2 separate regions of the Mus musculus genome follow, and region 2 is linked to region 1. A link is a contact called in public Hi-C data. All regions are on one chromosome and are shown on one strand. The core of a region is the stretch at or near the end of the contact, and the rest is flanking DNA. Distances in the headings are between cores, read along the strand shown. Region 1 overlaps Heatr5a (HEAT repeat containing 5A). Region 2 overlaps Akap6 (A kinase (PRKA) anchor protein 6).

The links. Hi-C and Micro-C count contacts between places; a contact is called where the count stands out from the background.
Region 2: a contact with region 1 is called in a Hi-C map of bone marrow-derived macrophages, with 11 read pairs. The contact joins two enhancer-like sites. A contact is called at or near these places in 1 of 15 datasets of contacts at CTCF or cohesin (the NIH/3T3 cell line), 3 of 484 Hi-C or Micro-C datasets (bone marrow-derived macrophages, embryonic fibroblasts and nephron progenitors) and 1 of 115 datasets of contacts at active chromatin or transcription factors (astrocytes).

The regions. Positions count from the first base shown.
Region 1 is chr12:51,934,527-51,941,772 of GRCm38.p6, forward strand. It overlaps Heatr5a (HEAT repeat containing 5A), which reads right to left. Exons shown (of 36, transcript NM_177171.4): 12 at 5,045-5,197; 13 at 3,545-3,644. Among named protein-coding and RNA genes, the nearest start is that of Heatr5a, 33 kb to the right of the region's middle. Within about 2 kb of position 3,620, at least 15 of the 459 cell types and tissues checked have an H3K27ac peak or open chromatin away from gene starts, as enhancers often do. A contact at or near this core is called in bone marrow-derived macrophages, where this site is marked.
Region 2 is chr12:52,842,948-52,850,193 of GRCm38.p6, forward strand. The region is part of intron 2 of Akap6 (A kinase (PRKA) anchor protein 6); the gene reads left to right. Among named protein-coding and RNA genes, the nearest start is that of Gm51971, 48 kb to the left of the region's middle. Within about 2 kb of position 4,269, at least 60 of the 459 cell types and tissues checked have an H3K27ac peak or open chromatin away from gene starts, as enhancers often do. A contact at or near this core is called in bone marrow-derived macrophages, where this site is marked.

The DNA of each region.
Region 1 (7,246 bases), core at 2,370-4,869:
CATGGAATTGTGTGTGTCCATGTGTATTAGCACAGTGGGGTATACCTGGATGTGCATACATGAGTATGTAGAGACCCAAAGCTGATTATCAATTATCTTCTTATATCACTCTCTACTTACTGAAGCATGTCTAATGCTTGCCAGTTCCAGCCAGTCTGACTAGATCGCTTGCCCCAGAAATCCCCATCTCTGCCTCCTGAGTGTTGGGGGTACAGGCAGTCCTGTGCCTGAATAGGTTTAAAATGGGCTCAGAGGATCAAAGCCTTGTTCTTTCGCTTATGCAGCAAAATGCCTTTGAGGTATCTTTGCCATACTACACATTAAATTTTAACATAGAAGCATCTAACAGGGTGGCTGGAGAAGGGATGAGTTCTATTCTTGCAGAGTAGCAATGAAGTGATGATATATGCCACACACCATGAATTTAATAACCACCACAACAAAAGTACAGTACCTGCCAGCTGTGTTTTTAAAAGTAAAACATCTTTATAAGACACCTTGACAACAGAGAAAATCATGTTCATAGTGTTATAAAAACTTAAATGCTCTTCACCTTTTTGTACAGATTCAGTTACAAACAAAAATTCAACAGGAGATGATCCAAAGTATAAGAATGCTAAAAAAACAAAACAAATAAACAAACAAACAAAAAACCCAAACAGGTCAAAGTGCTTGCTCTATGGCACAGGGACAGGCAAGCAGACCAAAGGGCAGCCACGAGGGGCACAGAGTGCAACAACAGTCATGTTTAGGGATGTAATGTGTTAGATGATGATGGCAATCATCGAAGGAAGGAAGGGAGGAAGGGAGGAAGGGAGGAAGGGAGGAAGGAAGGAAGGGAGGAAGGGAGGAAGGGAGGAAGGGAAGAAGGAAGGACAGACAGCCTGTGAAGGTAGAGCACAAGAGCAGGATGAGTCTCCAACATGAAAAAAGAAAATGAAATGGTTTTAGTCTGGTTTGAATTTTTGTCCCTAGCCGGGCGTGGTGGCGCACGCCTTTGATCCCAGCACTTGGGAAGCAGAGGCAGGCGAATTTCTGAGTTCGAGACCAGCCTGGTCTACAGAGTGAGTTCCAGGACAGCCAGGGCAATACAGAGAAAACCTGTCTTGGGAAAAAAAAAAAAAAAAAAAAAAGAATCTTTGTCCTTGAAAACTCATGTGTTGAACATGCAGTTAACTCCTGCGTGTTGTGGCAGTGGTCGTGCCATCCAGAATGGGGATGGCCTCAGCCACATCTGTGAACACCAGCAGCATCCAGGCGCTGGGGAGATGCTAGTGTCTGGTGTCCCTAGAGTCATGTTGACAAGCTTTAGCCAGGTGACTTTGAGAAGCTGCTCTGAGGATCCATAGCTTCTGCCACAACCTCAGTAAACTGTGAGAGCTCCTGGGGAGGTGAGCAGATAAGGACAAAACAAGGGAGCTCTCTCTGCTGTTGACAAAGCAGGACAAAAATGGAGCTTTCTCTGCTGTCGGCCAGACGTCTGCAGAAGTCCAGAGGAGAGGAAGCTCCAGAACAGTGTTATGGTGACGTTCATGGGGTTTTTTTGTTTCTTTGGTTTTTTTTTTCTTTTTTACAACAGGGTTTCTCTATGTTTACAGCCTTGACTGTCTTAAAACTCACTGTGTAGACCAGGTTGGCCTCAAATTCTGTGTGCCTCTGAGTTCTGCGATTAAGGTGTACACCACAGCCAACCACCCTGCAAAGTTCAATTTTTTTTCCCCTAGGTTTTTTGTTTTGTTTTGTTTTGTTTTAAGGCAGGACCTTACCATATAGCCTTGGCTTGCCTGGGACTAGCTATGTAGACCAGGCTGGTTTGAATTCAGAGATCCGCCTATTTCCACTTTCCTGCAATTACATCATGCTTCTGGCTCCAAATTCCTCAGGAGAAGAGGTGAGGGAAGATGAAATATATCCTGGTGGCTTGAAGCTACGCAGAGGTAGTTCATTAAATGCTATCTATCCATCAAACCCAAAGAAGTAAATTAATAAAACTTACTGTCAATTGAATACTATCGGAAGGATGGGCCTTTTGCCTTTCTCGCATGAATGATTAATGACTTGATAAAATTGTTTGACAAAGGCAGTTTGGTTCTTTTGTCTCTGTGTCTCTTCTGCTACATGAGGACAAACAATCCGCCCTCTCCAAAGGATGGACAAATAAGGTGCCATGTTGGAGATGGGCAGCAGGCTCTTACCAGAGACATCATTCTGCCAGCACCTTGATCTTAAACTCTCAGTCTCCAGAGCAATATATATATATACGTTTCTGTGCTATCAATCCCCTGGTCTATAGTGTTTGGTTTCACCAGTATAAAAACAGACTTCTACCTCACTCTAAGTAGAAAAATCAACTTAAGATGGATTAAAGATGCAAACACAAAAGATAAAACTTGAAATATAAGAAAATCAAAGCAAAAATATACAAGATGAAGCCTGGGAGCAGTGGCATGCACCTTGTATCCCAGCACTTGAGAGGAAAGGCAGGTGGGGCTCCATGAGTTCACGGTCAGCCTGGTCACACAGAGTTCTAGAACAGTCAGGTCTACACAGAGAGACTGTTTAAAAACAAAACAAAACCAACAAAAAACCAGAACAACCCTTCTCTCTCCCAAAAATTCCAACACTAACCAAAAAAGATGTGACATTTAAATTGAGAACATATTAATTAAAAAAATATATTTTAGTTTTTAATGGACAGCAATAGTGTTGCAAATATGTACAAAGTCTTATAAGTCAACTTAAAAGGACAAACAACCTAAAAGAGAGAAAGCTATCAGATCAAAGGCATGGCTGTTGCTTATGTTCTAGTTCAGTGTTAAACAGGACAACTGTCCCCCTATCTGCCCAGCACTGTATGATTCCTTCTGAGCTATAAGAGTTGAGAAATTTTGATGCAGATCTGAGAACCTATACAATTTAAATTATTTACTGTGGCCCTTAACGTTTAGAGCCAATGCTTTAGCTATGCTTGATTCAATGATGGTCATCTATTATCATACTTCTAGGCTGTACCTTAATGCATTTTTTCTTTATACATAAAGTGGCGTATCATAAAAAACCTTTTGAAAGAATGTTCTTTATACCAATTAATTTGGAAATTAGTGCTTATAATTGTAAGTTACACACACACACATACATACAATAAAAAGTATTGGCTTTTTCCTGTGTTTTATCAGCTAGATGATAAATCAACTATAAGAACTATAAACACACAAAAACCTGTATCTAGTTCTTTGGAAAATAGAACAACACTAACAAACCAATACAATGCATACCTGCAAAGGTTAGCAGGCTTAGGATTTAATTTCTTGTTAAAACTGCCTGTATGAAAGGTATATTATTCACCAAGTAATTTTCCTTCCCTTTTAATATGCATTTTTTCTAGCCTAAAAGAGAAGAAGAGAAGTCACATATCTAAATGACTGCCTTCCTCTGCCAAAGGAATCAAGTCTATCAGCTTGCATTATGAGTACACCTAAGGGATTACAGAGCGGTAGCTAACTGCTCTTAGAAAGCTCTTCCAGTCTAAAGAACTGATCCTTACTGAGTCAGCAGATCCACAGCACAGGGAAGCGGCGGCAGGAGTCGCTGGATGACTTCCTCAGTAAGGAGATCACCACAGTGCGAAATGAAACTCTTGACAGCTGAAAATGAGAACAGACACTTACTCCCTGTACAGAGTCATAGGCCACGAGACCAGAACATTCAGTTATGTATAGCATCAGCAATGTTACAAAGAAGTGCTCAAAAAAAATAGTATCTTGAAATTCTAATGATTAAAAAGGAAGCTAGTATCTTCCATCTTTAATTATATTTTTCAAGAATTTCCTGGGATTGCTAAGAGACTAATAAATTAACAAAATGGTGGTGCCCTGGGTTGTGCTTAACCCTTGAGATCAGAGGCAGTGAGTTTAAGGTCAGCGTGATCTACACAGTAAGTTCTAGGACGGCAAGAGCTACATAGTAGCTCATCTCAAATCTCAAATACATCTCAAATTTAAAACAAGAAGAGAAACAAAGAAATCAGGGGTTAGAGAGATGTTTCATTGTTTAAAAACGTGTAGGATTCATATCTGGTTCCTGTTACCATGTTGCTTTGATTGCACTTCAAGGGGGATCTGACCCCTTTTCTGACCCCACTGTTAACCCCCCCCCCCCCACAATGTGTGTGCGTGTGTGTGTGTGAGAGAGAGAGAGAGAGAGAGAGAAAGAGATATTTTCACATACACACAAATACAAATAAATCTTTAAAAATAAATAAATAAAAAAGCAGCTTAGACTTCCAAGTCCGTCAGTTTCTCACTAGTTCTGCAGAAACATGCAGACTCTAGCCAGGGCATGAGTTTACAGTTACTCAAATAACTGAGACTGCTTCAGAAGAAGAGAAAAATAAATAGTTCAGACTGAGTGTCGGGTTGAAATTAAAATTTTTTCCTTTTTAAGGGTAAAATTCATTGGATAAACAAAACAAGCATGTGGTGGTCCCTGTTCTAAGAAAGCCATTTTCCTTAGTTTAAACTAATAGTGAGAAGTTATTGTCAAGCCTACATACACTGTCACAAATACAAACTGGGACCCACACATCTCCAGGGCTAATTAAATCAAATTCTTACTACCTTTTTTTTTTTTTAAAGATTTATTTATTATATGTAAGTACACTGTAGCTGTCTTCAGACACACCAGAAGAGGGAGTCAGATCTCATTACGGATGGTTGTGAGCCACCAAGTGGTTGCTGGGATTTGAACTCAGGACCTTCGGAAGAGCAGTCGGGTGCTCTTACCTGCTGAGCCATCTCACCAGCCCCAAATTCTTACTACTTCTTGTGGGTTTCCATCTGGCCTGAGTCTGAGACATGCAGTGGTCAGTCTAAAGCTCCAGCTCTCAGACTTGGCTCAGTACCACTCAGAGTTATCACCAGCTAACTGATCACACTCAGGTATGGAAACACCAGCCAGATTCCTGTCCCCTTACACTAAATGAAACCTACAGAATGTACAAAGGGTAAAGAAAGGCCAGGGAGAAGAGAGATGGCAGTCAACCTACCACAGAGAGCACCGGCTCGGCCTTCCAGGGTCACTTGCCAGGTAAACGAGTCTCCTCGGCTCTTTTCTGTTTCTAGATCTCTGGGGGACGCTGGAAAGACACACTTCCACAGCAGCAGAACTCGAGTGAGGTGGTGACTGACCACGGCAGGACCTGCAAAGACAACCTCACGTGACTCCTTAGAGCTGGACTAGGGAGCAGGGGTGTCTCCCTTAAGATGAAAATACTTGAATGTACAACTCCAATGTTTTGTATCTTCTGGTTTCCAATGAATGGTTATTAAGTGTTGCAGCCCAGAAAAAGAAACAGGAACTAAACAGCCAAGCCTGGGTCGGGGTGTCAGCTACTAGCTAGCTACTGTCTCCCGTGACAGAGTGAACGTTAGTGTACTTGAAAATCTGGCCAATAGCACATAAATGGAAGGTACAATTGCTATGGCAACAAGCAACATTGTAACATTCCTCAGAGTAACGTTTTATTTCATATTTTAGTTATGTGTACACAGGTGTGTCTGTGTTTGGGTATGCATTTAAGTGAAGTTGCCCAAGGAAGCTAGATTGTTGGATCCTTGTACTGACTATGGGAGCTGGAAAGCAAGAAGGCTGAGCCACCTCTCCAGCTCCATCTCTCCAGCCCCATATCTGCTTTTGCCTCATTCTTCCAAATGCTCCTATTATAGGTTTACAGTAGCACATCTGTACATTTTGACTACTTCAGTCTTTTGTTTAAAAAGAATTTTTAAGACTTTTTTTAATGTGTGAGTGCTTTGTTTGCATGTATGTATGTATATATGTATGTATGTATGTATGCATGTATACCACGTAAGAGCATGATGCCTGTAGAGATCAGATCTGTCAGAACTGGAGTACACTGGCTAGTTTTGTCAACTTGACACAAGGTAGTCATTTGGGAAGGAAGCTCCACTGAGAAAATGCTCCCACCAGCCGGGCCTGTGGTGAAGCCTGTGCCGCATCTTCTTGACTGATGACTGGTATGGGAGGTGGAGCCACCCCTAGACGGGTGGTCCTGAGTATTGTAAGAAGGCAGGGTAAACTGCTAAGTAGCACTCCTCCATGACCTCTGCACCAGTTCCTTACAAACTGTAAGCTGAAGAAACCCTTTCGTCCCCAGGTTGCTCTTGGTCACAGTGTTTTCCCACAGCAATAAAAACCCTAACTAAGACAGAATTATAAGTGGTTGTGAACTATCATGAGGGTAGTAAGAACAGCACCAGGGTCCTCTGCATGAACAAGTGCTCTTAGCTTCTGAGCCATCTTTCCAGCCTGTCTATTTCTTGAGGTACACTTTGGAGCTCAGGCTGGCCTGGAACTCATGACCCTCCTGCCTCAGCCTCCCAGTGCTAAGATGACAGGTGTAAACGACAATCCAGGCTTCTCACTGTTAACATCTGAAACAACTTGTTCCAGGTTAACGTTCAGATGCAATAAAAGGTGATGGAGAGGGCTGAGGAGACGGCTCAGCAGGTAACGCGCTCGCTTTACAACAGAAGGCCTCTGTTCCATCTCCATCCTCAACACCCACATAGGAGGAAGGAGAGGACCAGCTCATGAAGTGGTTTTCTGACCTCACAGGCATGCACACGCCTTCACAATAATAAAGTAGAAGTATTTAAAGGCAATATATAGTGATAATATTATCATTTAAAAACAAAACAAAACACCCTAAGACGCATTAAAAACTAAAGCTCAGCTTTTCTTTTTTTTTTTTTTTTTTTTTTTAAGATTTATTTATTTATTATATGTAAGTACACTGTAGCTGTCTTCAGACATACCAGAAGAGGGAGTCAGATCTTATTACGGATGGTTGTGAGCCACCATGTGGTTGCTGGGATTTGAACTCAGGACCTTTGGAAGAGCAGTCAGGTGCTCTTACCTGCTGAGCCATCTCACCAGCCCCTCAGCTTTTCTTCCCAAACAGAATTCTTTCACACTTAGCTGTGGGTGTGCACCCCTTCCTCTGTGCTCTCTCTGAACTGTGCAGCGTGGGGAAATGCAATGGGCTTTTGGGGGAGACGTGTGGGAGAGGCCTGAGTAGGCTAATTTGGTTCTGCCCACTTAGATATGTAAACTTGGGCAAATAATTTAACTTTTTTGTCCTCAGTTTTCTCATTTTTAGTAAGAGAAATAACAGTATTTCCCTCATAGGATAGTTTCCAAGACTTTCGGTTCATAGAGACAGCAG
Region 2 (7,246 bases), core at 3,019-5,518, 910 kb after region 1:
TTCTGTCCATTGGTTGGGTGCAGGTATCTACACCTGCCTCTTTCAGCTGCTTGTTGGTAGACATTATTCCTTTAACTTAATACTATATTCTTATTTTTTTCCCCTTGTAAATGGACTCACATATGGGCCATGATTTCTTCTCATGGCACTTGTGCATAGGAAGTCTCTAATAAGTTTATTAAGAAGGAGTTTTGTTATGGTCTGAACATAGTCCTAAATATCTGTGAGCAGAGCCATCAAGATTGTCACCAGAACTGTTGTAGAGATCCCCAGGATTGTGCGGCCTTTTAACTGTGTAAGAGTGTAGCAAGAAGGTGCCTCATATGAATGAGAAAGTGTGTGTTCAAAATATACCCTGTCAAAGAGTGTCTTGATTTCCCAACCTCTAGAACTGTGAGAAGTAGATCTTGTCGTTTGTAGACTAACTCATTTATGAATGGCAGCCCAAACGAAGAAATAAGATTCACAGCTGGTACCAAGATGTGGAGGTGCTGCTGTAACGGCTCGACGTGTGAAAGTGGGTTTGTAATGAGCAATGAATAGAGACGGGAGGAGCTGTACAGTGCACATTCAGAAAGCCTAAACACTCCTTTGTCTGCGTGACTCTGCCAAAAACTGAAGGAGAGCAGGAAGTAGTGAAGAAAGCTTCGGGCTACTAAAGAACACCGAGTTGGCGTAGCATATTGGTAGAAATGTAGGTGGTTAAGACCATCGTAGTAAATTGAGAAATAAATGAGGAACAGGTTGGGGCAACAGGAGAAAGACCAGCCTTGCTGTGGAGCAGTGTCATTCTTGGCTGAATTTCACTGTGTCCTGGCGTTCTCTGGGAGGTAGAAAGTGTGAATAATGAAACCAGAGCCTTCTAAACCACGCAGGAAGAGCCTCACAGGTAGACCAAGAGCAGACAGGTAGACCAAGGGAACAATTCAAAGACCAAACATGAGTATATGTAACTTCAGCCATTTAGTATTTGACAATAATGCAAAAAAAAAAAAAAAAGAAAAAGAAAAAGAAAGAAAGAAAGAAAGAAAGAACATAAAGTGGAATTGGATCCATATCTGTCACCTTGCACAAAAACTAACTCCAAATGGATTACAGACTTAAATGTGAAACCTGAAACTGCCAGAAAAGAGATAGGCAGTATACTACATGATAGAGATGGAGGAAAAAAAACTTCCAGAAAAAGGGTCCATTTACTCAGGAATTAAGGACAATAGACAAGTGGGGCTTCATAAAACTGAAAAGCTTCTGTACTAAAAAGCTAAAGAAATGACTGAGTGAAGAGGAAGCCCAAAGAATGGGAAGAATCTTTGCCAACTATACGTCTGACAGAGGATTAATTTCCAGAATATATAAAGAACTCAAAAAGCGAAGCTTTAAAAAAAAAAAATGATCCTTTTGAAAAATGGTCTTGGGACCTGAACAGAGAGTTCTCAAGAGTGGATCAAGGAACTCCACATAAAACCAGAGACACTGAAAGTTATAGAGGAGAAAGTGGGGAAAAGCCTTGAAGATATGGGCACAGGGGAAAAATTCCTGAATAGAGCATCAATGGCTTGTGCTGTAAGATCGAGAATTGACAAATGGGACCTCATGAAACTGCAAAGCTTCTGCAAGGCAAATGACACCGTCAATAAGACAAATAGGCCACCAATAGATTGGGAAAGGATCTTTACCTATCCTAAATCAGATAGGGGACTAATATCCAATATATATAAAGAACTCAAGAAGGTGGACTCCAGAAAATCAAATAACCCCCTTAAAAAATGGGGCTCAGAGCTAAACAAAGAATTCTCACCTGAGGAATACCGAATGGCTAAGAAGCACCTGAAAAAATGTTCAGCATCCTTAATCTTCAGAGAAATGCAAATCAAAACAACCCTGAGATTCCATCTCACACCAGTCAGAATGGCTAAGATCAAAAATTCAGGTGACAGCAGATGCTGGCGAGGATGTGGAGAAAGAGGAACACTCCTCCATTGTTGGTGGAGCAAGCTTGTAAAACCACTCTGGAAGTCAGTCTGGTGGTTCCTCAGAAAATTGGACATAGTACTACCAGAAGATCCCGCAATACCTCTCCTGGGCATATATCCACAAGATGTTCCAACTGGTAAGAAGGACACATGCTCCACTGTGTTCATAGCAGCCTCATTTATAATAGCCAGAAGCTTGAAAGAACCCAGATGCCCCTCAACAGAGGAATGGATACAAAAAACGTGGTACATTTACACAATGGAGTACTACTCAGCTATTAAAAAGAATGAATTTATGAAATTCCTAGGCAAATGGATGGACCTGGAGAGCATCATCCTGAGTGAGGTAACTCAATCACAAAAGAACTCACATGATATGTACTCACTGATGAGTGGATATTAGCCCAGAAACTTAGAATACCCAAGATATAAGATACAATTTTCAAAACACATGAAGCTCGAAAAGAAGGAAGACCAAGGTGTGGATACTTTGCCCCTTCTTGGAATTGGGAGCAAGGCACCCATGGAAGGAGTTACAGAGACAGAGTTTGGAGCTGAGATGAAATGATGGACCATCTAGAGACTGCCATACTCAGGGATCCATCCCATAATCAGCCTCCAAATGCTGACACCATTGCATACACTAGGAAGATTTTGCTGGAAGGACCCTGATATAGCTGTCTCTTGTCAGACTATGCCAGGGCCTAGCAAACACAGAAGTGGATGCTTACAGTAAGCTATTGGATGGATCACAGTGCCCCCAATGGAAGACCTGGAGGAAGTACCCAGGGAGCTGGGGGGATCTGCAGCCCTGTAGGTTCAACAATATGAACTAACCAGCACCCCCAGAGCTCTTGTCTCTAGCTCCATGTGTATCAGAAGAAGGACTTGTTGGCTATCAGTGGAAAGAAAGGCCCATTGGTTGTGCAGACCTTATATGCCTCAGTACAGGGGAACGCCAGGGCCAAGGTGTGGGAAAGGGTGGTTGGGGGAGTGGGTGTGGGAGGGTGTGTGTGGGGCTTTTGGGATAGGATTGGAAATGTAAATGAAATAAATACCTAATAATATATATATATATATATATATATATATATATATATATATATATATAAAGAAAGTGTGAATAATGAAAGCAGAGCCTTCTAAACTACACAGGAAGAGCCTGCTTAGTAAGATGCTGGTACAGGGAACTGATTTAAAGATGGAGTTATTTAAAAAAAGGGAAGTATAACTTAAAAAGTTAAATTGGGAAATAGTAAGAAGATCTGTTTGTGAGTGGCCAAGGGTGGTGATGTAGCTCTTTGATGAGGACAAGGGAGATGGACATAAGCTATCTAACCCAGGATCTGTGGCCTCCAAAACTGCGAGAAACACATTTCTATCACTCACAAGCTACTTAGTGATGATGCTTTGTTATAGCAGCCCCACCCAGACTAAGAGTTTCTGAAGTCTTCATCTTCCTCACACTGGAGTTACGATGACTTAGGTCTTTGAGGACAGTTAAGGATTTGTAATGCACCCTGAGTTGTGAGAAGATGAAACAGTATTTCTGCAAATTTGAGGGAGCTGGACCTTAGAATTCGGGTTGCTGTTCTTAATAATTTTGCTTTCGGTGTGTCTGATAAACACTTTAGTCTCTTCTTTTTTATTTCTAGAGCTTATTTATTTTTATTTTATGGGTATGAGTGTTTTACCTGTGTGTGTACACATGTATGTGTGTGTGCGTGTATGTATTCATGTGTGTTCATGTGTGTACCTGGTGCTCCTAGAGACCATTAGAACACACTCAATCCATCCCCTGAAGCTGGACTTACAGACTACTAAGCCATCATGTGGTGCTAGGAATTCAACCCAAGTCCTCCAGAGACAGGCAGTGAGAGTGCTCTCAACAACCGAGCCCTATTTCCGGCTAAACTTTTTAGGTTTTTTTTTTTTTTAAAGTTATACATAATAAGGGAATTTTTGGTCTTAGGAGAACTATAGGTGCTATGTCAGATATCTAAAGAGAAAGCAAATTATCCTTCAGTGGAGACTGAGCATCATTGCTCCAAATAAGAGAGGGTTTTGGTTGTAGTTGAAGAGGAAAAAGCCTGTGAATGATGTAAATAGTGAACTCTCCTCCATGGGGTCCTGCACTAATGAAAGGTCTATGCCCATCCCCAGACACTTATGCCTGAAATAACACCACCATAGGGGGACTCGCAGGCTTTATTTTCTTCAGTATCCATGCCTAGTCACCGAGAGGTACCCATTCACAGTCACACTGTCTGGTGTTTCCTTTCGTGGTTTGATGACAGTCGTATAAATTGACTCATCCAGCTATTCTGAGGGAAGAAAGCAGTTGTGTAGAGCCAGAAGATCTGTGATGCCAAATACACACATTTAAAAAAATGGCTTTAGCTCACCATTGGTTTGAATTTAGATTTTACTGTGCTAGACACAGTTTAGTATTCAACAGAGGACACACACTCAGGAACTGAGCTCAGTGCACTCTACCTCTGTCAGCTTATGTTGATGTTTCTTACTGCCTCATCTCTCAGTACCATTGTGCAAGCCTGAAAGTGTTTCTTGCCAGGAAGTTGTCTATGTGGGTTTTCCAGTTGTTTCAGCACAAAGAATTAGTGGATATAAAGTTTCATCTATGATAAAAGTACCTTAAAATATACTATATTTCTTTCTGATATAAAGATGGTTGTACCCTTGGCAATGGGCAAAGAGACACCTTGTCGGTAGTGTTTTCCTTATATTAGGGACAGAGCAGAAGGCAGCCATTTTCTTTTTTTTTGATCCTAGGTTGATACCTGGCTTGGTGGCCCAAGCTGTCTTATGCGTAGGACTCACAAAATTCAAGTCAAATCCAGGCAGCACAGTGCAGCCAGAGGAAGATAAACAGAGACCTAAGACCATTGTGCCACCCACAGACCTGCCCTCCAGTGCACAACACATGTGGGCCACAGACACCCACTTGTTACCACTCCACACAACACAGATGGAGGATGTCACCCGGAGTTGGCAGCCATGTGCCCAGGCTGCAGCAGGAGTCAACACAGTGTTTGGTCAGACAAAAGGGAAAGAGAAGTGGAGCAGCTTGAGCATAATGAAGAGAGATGAAACCGGAGACTGGAGGGTGGAGAGGAGTGGCCAGCTGTGAGCCAGCTCTGCCACCCGGGGCCTTGATGAAGTCCCAGCTTACGCTGCCACGGAGGGCCATGTCTGGGTCTGTGGCTTTGTAGCAGCTGGTGTCGACAATGTCAGTGTTCATGCCTCACTGGAGAACATGGGGATTCCCTGGTTGGGGCAGTCCGTGGGGACTACGTGAATATCCAAGGACTGTGCATAGCTGGCCCTGCTCCTCACTGGATGCAACACTCTGGAGAGCTGGCCCTATCTCTCACTGCTGACAGCATCTGGGGAGGCGGGGCCTGCACCTTGCCCAAGCAGCACAGCGGAGCTGGCCCTTGTGACTGGGCTATGGCTGAGCTGCCCGGGGGGTAAAAGTGTAGGAGAGCCAACCCCACCACTTCCACTTGTCTGCCATGGGGTGGCACAGGCGCAGGGTGATTACCCCCTCCCTTCTGCTCTCCTGCGCGCTACAGTCAATGAGGGGGCAGGGATAGTCCTCCCACCTATTGCAGCTAACGAAGGGGAAAGGGAGAGGGCATCACCCACGTTCCCACACCACCTCACACCAGCTCTCCCACACTTCCGCCCTCCAGGATGGCTCACACACACCTCCTCCACTAGGACCAGCTCTACTGTGGTGCCCAAAGGTCAAGGCTCGCTCTTTAGAGTCCTGCCGCTGGTGAAGGGCAGAGCTGGCTCAGGCAAGTTCAGAGTTCACGACCCGTGAGCATACAATACTGATGGTATCACAGAAACCAGGGATCTCAGACCAGACTGACAACAATCATTGCAATGATCATTTACAAGTAAAGATGTGTGGGAAAAGGGATAGACTGTGGGACACACTGCGACACACTACAGCTTCCATAAAGAGATGTTTTTATGCTTTATTTTGTTGTTGTTTGTTTATCTGTGTTAGTTTGATTAGGGGTAGGTTGCAAGGGTGGATACGAGGGGACGGGGAGATGAGCCGGACTAGGGTGCGTGATGGGAAACTCACAAGGAATCAATAAAAAGTTAAAAAAACTGTTGTACAAAATCAAGTCAAATGACATTCTCCCACAACCCCCCCCCCCGCCCGTGTTCTGTAGTGAGAACGTCTACTGACCATGTAGTGTTTAGTCATTTAGACTTCTAATCTGTGTTCACATTCTTTTTTTTTTTCCTTTTTTTTTTAAAAATTAGATACAGCCTTTATTGACTACTATATGTGACCAGTTATCTTACCTCACAGAATATTTTGGAGTTAATATATAAAGATTTAGTTTTTATATTCAGTTTTTTTTTTTTTGGTTGATTGATGATTCAATAATGCATTCAAGGAGTCAAAATTCTTAAGGTGGTAAGCAGGATGGCTTCCCATGGGAAGGTGCCTTGCCTGTTACTCCTAACACACAGTCTTCTCTCTGGGGGCAACTGCTGCCAGTTACCTTCTAGACGGAATGCATCTAGCCATGCACCTCAGCACAGAAGCGAGCTATATATAGCATCACTGAGCCTGTAGGAGGAGGAGATCCCAGTTACCCAGTCTCTGTCCTCTTACAACAACGACCCCAGCAAAGGAGCCTCTAGCTAGTGACTCTGTGTCTACTCCAAACTGAGAGATTCATCATCCTAGAGGAGTATATCATACCTAAGTCTGCCCGTTTTGGTGCTTCCAATAATTGTAGTCATATAAGATGTATCTTTGTGTATTTGGCTTCTTTTGTTCAAATGTTTATGGTTTATAAAGTTTATCAAATTCCCCCCTCCAAACATACTGAGACCATATGATTAATCATTTTTTTAAAATATTAAGCCAACCTTCGTTCCCAGAATGAATGTATCTAATTTTTATGTATATGTGTGAGTGAGTGAGTGTGTGTGTGTGTGTGTGTGTGTGTGTGTGTGTGTGTGTATTACTGGATTCAATTGGTAAAGAATTATCTATTTCTGAGTTATCCCTATACCTCTGAGCCTTTCTCTCTGAAAGCCTGGATTTTCTCCGCTATCCCACCTTCGTGGCGGGCTCTGAGCTTGTTTATTTTTCTCCCTCTAGCTTTGGAGTCTACTTTAATTTTGTCTCAGCCTCCCCACCTCTCAGTTGTGCTTATGAATCTGTATGAGAAGATGGTGACAGTACCTTCCCTCTGCGTTCCGTTCTGGGTGGG